Regions from separate parts of the Oryctolagus cuniculus genome. Here region 2 is linked to region 1. The links are chromatin contacts, called in public Micro-C maps. All regions are on one chromosome and are shown on one strand. The core of a region is the stretch at or near the end of the contact, and the rest is flanking DNA. Distances in the headings are between cores, read along the strand shown.

What was found. A called contact is a pair of places that touch in the nucleus more often than the background predicts.
Region 2: a Micro-C map of ear pinna shows a contact between it and region 1, with 3 times the contacts expected there. The contact joins the enhancer-like site here to the promoter of BOC in region 1. A contact is called at or near these places in 3 of 6 Hi-C or Micro-C datasets (ear pinna, embryonic fibroblasts and skin fibroblasts).

Annotation. Positions count from the first base shown.
Region 1 is chr4:69,238,149-69,242,096 of mOryCun1.1, forward strand. BOC (BOC cell adhesion associated, oncogene regulated) reads left to right here and starts at 1,816. Exons shown (of 19, transcript XM_008266939.4): 1 at 1,816-2,283. It overlaps LOC138849277 (a long non-coding RNA gene), which reads right to left and starts at 2,179. Exons shown (of 3, transcript XR_011387876.1): 1 at 2,050-2,179.
Region 2 is chr4:69,314,813-69,318,760 of mOryCun1.1, forward strand. BOC (BOC cell adhesion associated, oncogene regulated) reads left to right here. Exons shown (of 19, transcript XM_008266939.4): 16 at 131-366; 17 at 511-587; 18 at 1,019-1,197; 19 at 2,171-2,920. The coding sequence ends at 2,358. Among named protein-coding and RNA genes, the nearest start is that of BOC, 77 kb to the left of the region's middle. Within about 2 kb of position 2,004, at least 2 of the 8 cell types and tissues checked have an H3K27ac peak or open chromatin away from gene starts, as enhancers often do. A contact at or near this core is called in ear pinna, where this site is marked.

The sequences.
Region 1 (3,948 bases), core at 566-3,065:
GAATGGGACTTGAAATCCCCTTGGGAAGGCAGAAAGTTGGAGGACAGTGGAACACTGGCTGGCCCACTCCTCCTGGGGAATTAAGAGTTCTGACCACCAGAGTGGTCCCCAGGCTTTGCAGCCAAACAAATCACCATGGAAATCGGCTGCTGCCTCAACTACCAAATGCAAAAATATAGAATAAAATTCCTTTGTGTACCCTTCTAAAACATCTTTTGGTTCAGATTCTATTAGAATCAGGTACCTTGCCTAAAGTGTGGATTTTTACTAAAGCAACAAAGCAGCTGAACACAAAGCCAGGGCCCAGCAGGCTCAGGTGACTTTCTCAGAGCCACAGTGGGTTCCTGACTCCCAGCAAAGCTATCCTGCCGCAGAGGGGAGACAGCACCACCGGCACAGGGCCTCACCACTGCGGCACACGCTCCAAGTTCACTACCTACAAAAGGCTGCACCCTCCTGGGTTTCCATCTCCTGGGCTGCAGTGTGGGGACATGGGCTGACTGATCCCTCACAGTCTATGTTTCTCCCCTAAAGAATAAACCGGAAGCCCAACTTGCCACCCACTCACCATGTGCCTGGCTTCTCAATACCCTGGAAGAAGTGGTTTAAAAAAGTGGTCTTGGGGGCCCGCACTGTAGGATAGTGGGCTAAGCCTCTACCTGCATCGCCAGCATCCCATATGGGTGCTGGTTCTAATCCCTGCTGCTCCTCTTCTGACCCAGCTCCCTGCATACGGCCTGGGAAAGCAGGAGATGGTCCAAGTGCTTGGACCTCTGCACCCATGTGAGAGACCCAGAGGAAGCTCCCGGCTTCAGATCTGCTCAGCTCCAGCTGTTGTGGCCATTTGGGGAGTGAACCAGCAGATGGAAGACTTTCTGTCTCTCCCTCTCTTTGTAACTCTGTCAGATAAATAAATCTTAAAAAAAAAAAAAAAATTGGTTTTGGACAGGCAACAAGGGCCTTACCTGAGAAGGTGCTAGAGAGGCAGATTCTCAGGCCTATCCCAGACCTACTATTGAATCAGAGGCTGGGGGTGGGAGGGCGCAGTGATCTGCATTTAAGCAAGTCTTCCTGGGAGTGCCGCTGCGGTCCAAGTTTGAGAACCACTGCTTGGGAAGTTGCCTAACCAACACGGAGGTAGTTAACTTTTCTCTGCCGCCACTAACACGCACACGCACCTCAGCCCTGCTCCTAGTCTCTACCCCCTCCCCCTTCTCCTTGCTGCTCCATCCCGGGATGATGAATGGAGGTCAGGGCGCTGTCAGCAGAGGACAAACCCTCCCGTGACCCAGTGGGTCCGGAGATGCCGATGGGGCTTCCCCGAGCCCGATTTTCTGGGTTTACCCACTGCCCCACTCTTTGAGTGGGTGTGGGTTTGTGTGTGTGTGTGTGAGAGAGTGGTGCGGTAATTTAATGACAGCAAATTTGATTTGAGTATTACCCAAAAGTTTGTTTGCAGACGAAGGAGGAGACCATTGCTAGGTGGGTGTTAGAATAAGGCTTGAGGAGAGGAGGGAGGGGCAGCATCAGTGAGAGGGAGGCTCGGAGGTGAAGCTAAAGAAAAGGAGGCGTTCAAAGGAGTCCCTGGCCTTGGGAAAGGCAGAGGACGGCGCTGTAATGCGGGGAGGAAAAACACGCAGGACAGCGCGGGTCTAAGGTGCAGCCGAGAGAAAGTGGGGGAACTGCCCTAGAGTTTGGGAGACTTTTTTTTTCCAGCTTCCTTTCCAAGACATTTTCTCTGCTCCCTTTTGCTCCTCCCCCCTCCTCCCCACCTCCTCTGCTCCCCCTCCTCCTCCTCGTCGAGCCGTAATGGGAGGCTCCTAGGCAGGAGAAGCAAAAGGAGGAATTGTTTGCGAGTTCAGTCATCCAAAAAAGCTTCTTCCATATGGAGGGACCGGGTGCGCTGGGCGCGCCGTGCCCTGCCTCGTCCTCCCGCTGCCTCCGCCGCCGCCGCCGCGGCGCCCGCTTCCTGCCGCAGGGACCCTGAGCCCCGGGGCCGCGGTGTCAGCCGCCGCGCGCGCACACGCGCGCTCACACACGCGCACTCACCCGCCGCAGCCACGCGCGCCCGCACGCGCCCTCCCTCCTCGGCCGGCAACTTCTCGGCCGGCAGCTCCTTTGTTGCGCCCGCTGCAGCCGCTCTCCCTCCCGGGTGGCGCGTCCCCGGTGTCACCGTGCGTGTCGCGTGTCCGCGCCGCGCGGGGCTGGGTGGCTCTCTCCGCGCCCACCAGGCTGGCCCCCCGGGCCCGGGCTGGTCTTGCCCGGGCGCGGGCTGCACCAGAGGTGAGTCACGTCGCTGAAGTTTGTTTTCTTTTCATAAAAAGTTGTGTTTATTTGTTGGTTTGGGGAAGGGCAAGAGAGGCCGGCAGCCGCAGGCCGGGCGAAGCCGAGCGGCGGCTGCAGGACGCGCGGCGGCGGGCGCGGGTCGGAGCGCTCGGCCGGCCGGCTCGGGCTCGGCGGCTGCGGCCGAGGCGGGGTTGCCGCGTCTCGTTCCGTGGCCGTGCGGCGTGGCGGGGCCCTGGTTGTCCAACACCCCCCGGCCCTCGCTTCCAGAGCGGTTCCCGGCAGCTTCTGGGGTGGAAGAAGGGCTCGGGCAGCCTCCCCAACTTCTCCCAAAGGTTGACACTGGCGCCCCGGCTCCTCGCAGCCACGGGCGTCGGCAAACAGAGAACCACTGGAAGAGCCTGTGGCCTCTTCGGGGCTACGGGGTCACCAGGGTTGGTGTTTTATTGTAAAGCAAACGGTCCGATGAGGGACCGCGCGCACCGGGCGCTCAGCAACGCATCGCTAGTTGGAGGGGCAGAGGGGCGAGGCCGAAGTGGAGCGTCCGGAGGTGTGAGTGGGGCTGGGGCAGCGGCTAGAGAGACGCGCGCGGGCGTGAGTGTGAGCGAGCCTGAGCTTCCTGCTGCGCTCCTGGACTTTCCCTGTAACTGTGAGAAGCCGGGGCAGTGCAGCCGGGACAAGTGGGATGGGGCTGTGGCGCGGGCCAGCGACCCAGGGAGAATTTGCTTGCAGGGTTTCTGAAGGCTGTGCTGGACTTCGCAGGTGCTGCCTGTTAGTTTTGCTTTCCCAGGTGATCCACAGAATTTTTGAGGGGTTGGGAGGCAGGCCGATCTGGGAGGGGCTTCCGGAGCCGCGGGGATTGGTTTTGTTTAGAGGATGGGGATGGCAGTGGCTGGTACTTGTCTTCCTCCAGAGATGTGGCAGTGAAGCTAAGAATACCGAAACCACACACTAGCAATCCCAAACAGGCACTTTCTGGGTGTGGTGGGGTGTTCTGCCGCTCCCCCCATTCCTTCTTTGCAAGTTTAAATGGGTTCACATCAGTTTCTGACCCAGAGTTACCTTCTTGCGTGGCCAGCGTGAAGAGTGTATTTTGGTTGCTGGCCCCTGTGCCACCTCCAAGAGCCCTGTACCCAGCTGCTTTGTTGCCCAGAATTCTGCCAATACTGACCGTTTGCTGCATGTGTGTTTTAAAAGTCTTGAATGTGCAAACATTTCTGATTTATTCCACCTCTGGGCCCTAAACAGGCAGCCCAGCTCTGTGGTGGGTTTTTTTTTTTTTTTTCATCCGTTTGGTTACAGCCAGTAAATCCATCCATGTCTATTTTCTCAAGGGCGGCATGGAAAATATTAGAACACAGTGTTGTTGGCAGAGGTGGGGGGCTGGAGTACGCATACATCTGGGTGACCTGTTTTCCAAACTTAAAGAGAATCTGAGGAAAGAGGTTGGCCATTTTGAGGTGTGTAACAGGTTTCCCAGGAACATTTCTGAGGTCTTATAATTGGCACTTTTTAATGGTCCTGTAATTGAAACCGAGAAGGTTCCCATGGTAATCTTGAAGCACCTTGGGGCCAGGGGGACAGAGGCGGGGGGTGGGGGCAGATAGCGGTGGGGTTGCCACTTTCCTGCCACGTGAGTTTTCGAACTGAGTTTATGCAAAGAGG
Region 2 (3,948 bases), core at 754-3,253, 77 kb after region 1:
GAAAGATCCTTCCCTCAGGCAAGGCCGGCTCCCAGCCAACAGCCCGCGACCCCGTGTGGCCAGTGGTTCCCTGGCTTCGTGTGCACGGCTTCCTTGGTCCAAGCCGGCCTCTGTCCTCTTGTCCTGACAGAACATACCACAGACCTGGCTTTCCCTCGAAGTGCCCTGCTGGCCTCCTCCTGCCAGTACACCATGGTGCCGCTCGGAGGACTCCCGGGCCACCGAGCCGACGCTCAGCCCTATGGCAGTGGCCTCAGTGGACAGGCCCGTGGCGGCAGGGTCCACGTGAGCAGGGGCTGCCCCGCCGGGCCCGCGGCCTACCCCGGCACGAAGCCTCAGCAGCACTGCCCAGGGGAGCTTCAGCAGGTAACGGGCTCCCAGGGTTCAGGGAGTGGCTGGCAGCTGCGGGGCCCGAGGGGTCTCTTGGGCTGCCGCTTGGGGCGCCAGGCAGCTGCGGATCGTGATGGGACGCCCCGCCGTGACCCCTGGGTTACTCTTGCCTTTGAGCAGCAAGATGACACCAACAGCCTGCTGAGCCAGACCCTTCTTGGCACTGTGTACGACTCCCAAAGCCACCAGCTGGCCAGGTAAGCGGGCCCCGCCCCTCCCTGCCTCTCACCTGCTAGCCTCGGAGTCCCACCTCTCTGTAGCCCCTCGCCAAGCACCGAGTGCTGTTGCTTGTCTTGGTGGCCCCCGAGGCTGACCGCCATCCTCCCGCCAGGCTGTGCCCCTCAGCACTAAGTGTTGTGCTTGTGGTTAGGATCCCCTTGCCACCTGAGACCTGGCCTCCGAATCCTTCCCTCGCTGGGTGGGCCGGAGATGCCCACATACAACCAACTTGGGGCCCCTGGACACCCGCCTCCACAGCTCCCCCTGCAGAATGAAATGGCAGTGCGCCAGCAGGGTCGGTGGAACTGATGGTGTGACGCCCCGCGGCCAGGGCAGGCGTGGGGATGCCGCAGGGCGCTGGCCCACTTTGTCCCCGCCTCACCGCGCCGTCTGGTCTTTTGCAACGCAGGGGCCCCACGCCTCACCCAGACGAGGGCGCATTCTTATACACACTGCCTGATGACTCAGCTCACCAGCTGCTGCAGCCCCACCTCCAGGAACAGCCTCTTGCCACGGGCCGGTCACACGTGAGGAGTGCACCCGACGGTCCTGGGCTGGAGGCGCCGTGGGACCCTGCATTTCACTCAGGTCAGGGCCAGGGACCGGGCAGCAAAAGTGAACAGGTTGGGGATGACCTGAGGTCGGCATTCATGGCCCAGCAGTAGAGGCGAGGAGCGAGCAGTCTCTAAAGTGGGGCGTGCTGAGGGGCAATCCACTGCTCCAGTGTGGAGGGGAGCGGGGGTGGGGGAGGCTCGCCACTCCCCTGGCTGCGGAAGGTCTGTGGGCACACCAGGTGGATCCTGCAGCGCTGTAATCCGTGGCCCTCAGAGGCCAAGGAAAGGGCCACTTCCCCGTGCCAGGGATAGGAGCCTGTTTTGTGTCTGCATTTCAAGGCCATTCACAAATTCCTTTCGCCTCCCGTCACCAAGAAGCATTCTCTAATCACTTGCTCTGTTGGGTCTTGTCTCTTAATTAAGGAATAAGATTGCATCAGTCGTTAAGGAGCCAAGTTCTCACAAACAGCATCATCAGAGCTCTGTGCACGCACAGAACTTCTCCGAGGGGCTCAGGGCCTTTCCTGTCCCTCCCCCCAGCACCAACCTCTGGTCCTCTGGTCCCCTTGGAAATCCGTGGGTGCCCAGTTAGGACCGAGGCTGGTTCAGAGGATTGCTGATGTTTCTCAGTCTGTGTGGTGTGCACGTCCATTCCCGTGCAGATCCTAGGCCCGATCTCTGGGAAGTTAGATTCTGAAAGACTCCTAGAGCCAGCCCCAGCCGCACGTCAGTCTGCAGGGAGTGAATTGTGGGTGTGATGGTTATGACTAGCAGCCTGAACCCTCGGGGGCAGGCTGAGTGCTTGGGAGCCTCCACGGTCCCAGGTGGGTGGGACGAGTGTAGCCAGTGGCCCTCTCCATGAATGCCTGCACTTGGTTGTAGGTTCTCTCCCTCCCTTTGGGCCAGTATAACCAGCTGCCACCAGACAGACTGGCCCATTGCCACCATGAGTTGGTTTCCTGGTCAGTCTGGGTTTTAATAACGCTCCCACCTTCTCTCCCCCACAGGGACCCCGTGCTGTTTGGGCCTGGTACCCGTGGAAGAGGTGGACAGTCCTGACATCTGCCAAGTGGGTGGAGGAGACTGGTGTCCCCAGCACCCCACGGGGTCCTACCTAGGACAGGAACCTGGGATGCGGCGCTCCGCCAGCCCAACGGTGCATGTGTCTTTTGAAACGCCGCCTCCTACAGTTTAGGCAGAAGCTGATATCCCAGAAAGACTATGTTTTTTTTTTTTTTAAAGAGACAGAGAAAAATTGGTATTTATTTTTCTATTATAGTCATATTTATATATTTATGCACTTGTAAATAACTGTATATGTGTTTTTATAATTCTGGAGAGACATAAGGCATCCTTCCCATTGAAGCACGAGAGGGAAACGAACCTCAGCAGGACAGGAGTCACCCAGGACAGAGTAATGGCGATGGCCAGAGCACGGACTCCTTGCTGAGGACTTTTGCCGGCTGCCTGGGAGGCGGCAGGAGGCCCACAGCCCAGCGGACGAAAGGAAGACTCCTAGGCACACTGCACTTGACCGCCACGAGGGAAGAGCAAGAACCACAGTCTGGAGACAGACCCCCGAAGATGGCTGCATCTGTGCTACAGGAAACGCTTTCCTGAGACGCCAGGAGACCAGACTGCGATGTGTACAGCACCATAAGCATTAACAGACCTTCCAGCATCAGTAATCTGTGACAACATATCTCTGTAAAAACAAACACTGTAACTTCTAAATAAATATTTAGTCTTCCCTGTAACCTTCAGCTTAGTCATCTATGAGTCAGCATTTTCTTGAGACGATGGAATTCAGTCTTTGAGGATTGAAGAGAATACCCATCCATTCAGTGATGACATCTGGAGAAGTCAGCGAAAACGTTTTGCATTTTTTTGTTTTGTCTTTTCAGACGTTGTCTGTTGTGTTTTGATTAACGCGTTCTGTAGAATGGGCAAGGAACAGCAGATTCCTGGTTCTCTTGTGGGGGAGCTCTGATCAGATTGAAGGAATGAAACCAATCCTTTATATATAGGTGTGTGTATTCAATCCACATCTTTCCTCCGAGCTGCTGTTTGCCTAAGGGCCGGGCTGCACGTGAACAGGTGGTGCCCAGGCAGCTCACGCCCCTTGTTTCCAGAGATAGGCCGGCATCGCCGGGGCGGTTGACTCACTGGTTTAAAATCAACACTCACTGCTGGCCAGCTAAAGGATCAACCAGAGCTTTCTTTTATAGGCTGAAAACTAAAAACCTTTAAATGTGGAACTGGACTTGATGGCGCCGGGGGCTTGCCGCGACAGTTTTCGTATACTTTAACTGAGTTTTCAGGGCAGGGTCAGTTTTCTAGATTTCAGTGAGGTTGAGTTAGAGATGAAATGCCACTTGAGACAATCTCATTGAGGCATGCCAGGCCCTGGCTTCTAACCAGAATGAATTTGACAAAGGGATCCTAGGGCTGCTCCAGGAATTGGGTCAGACTCTGTTTAGGACAAGTGTGCCCTCTGCTGGCCAGAAGAAGAAGGGCAGCTGCTGCGCAAGACTCCTGTACCCTTTCCCTGTCAAACAGCGAAACCTGGAAAAACAATTCTCACAGAAATCCTGCAGCATTTTCAGGAAAGTAGTGTTTTAAACACTGGATGGCTTTAAGGGACATGAACATGCTAGGTAAGGAGAAGCAGAGCAGGGAAGAGAAGTGGGATATTGTGACTTCAGGCACAACCCAGCAGTGAAGGCCGACAGGTCACGTCCCCATTGGGCAAGGCTTAGGTCCTCCGTCCCCGCTTCGCTATTCC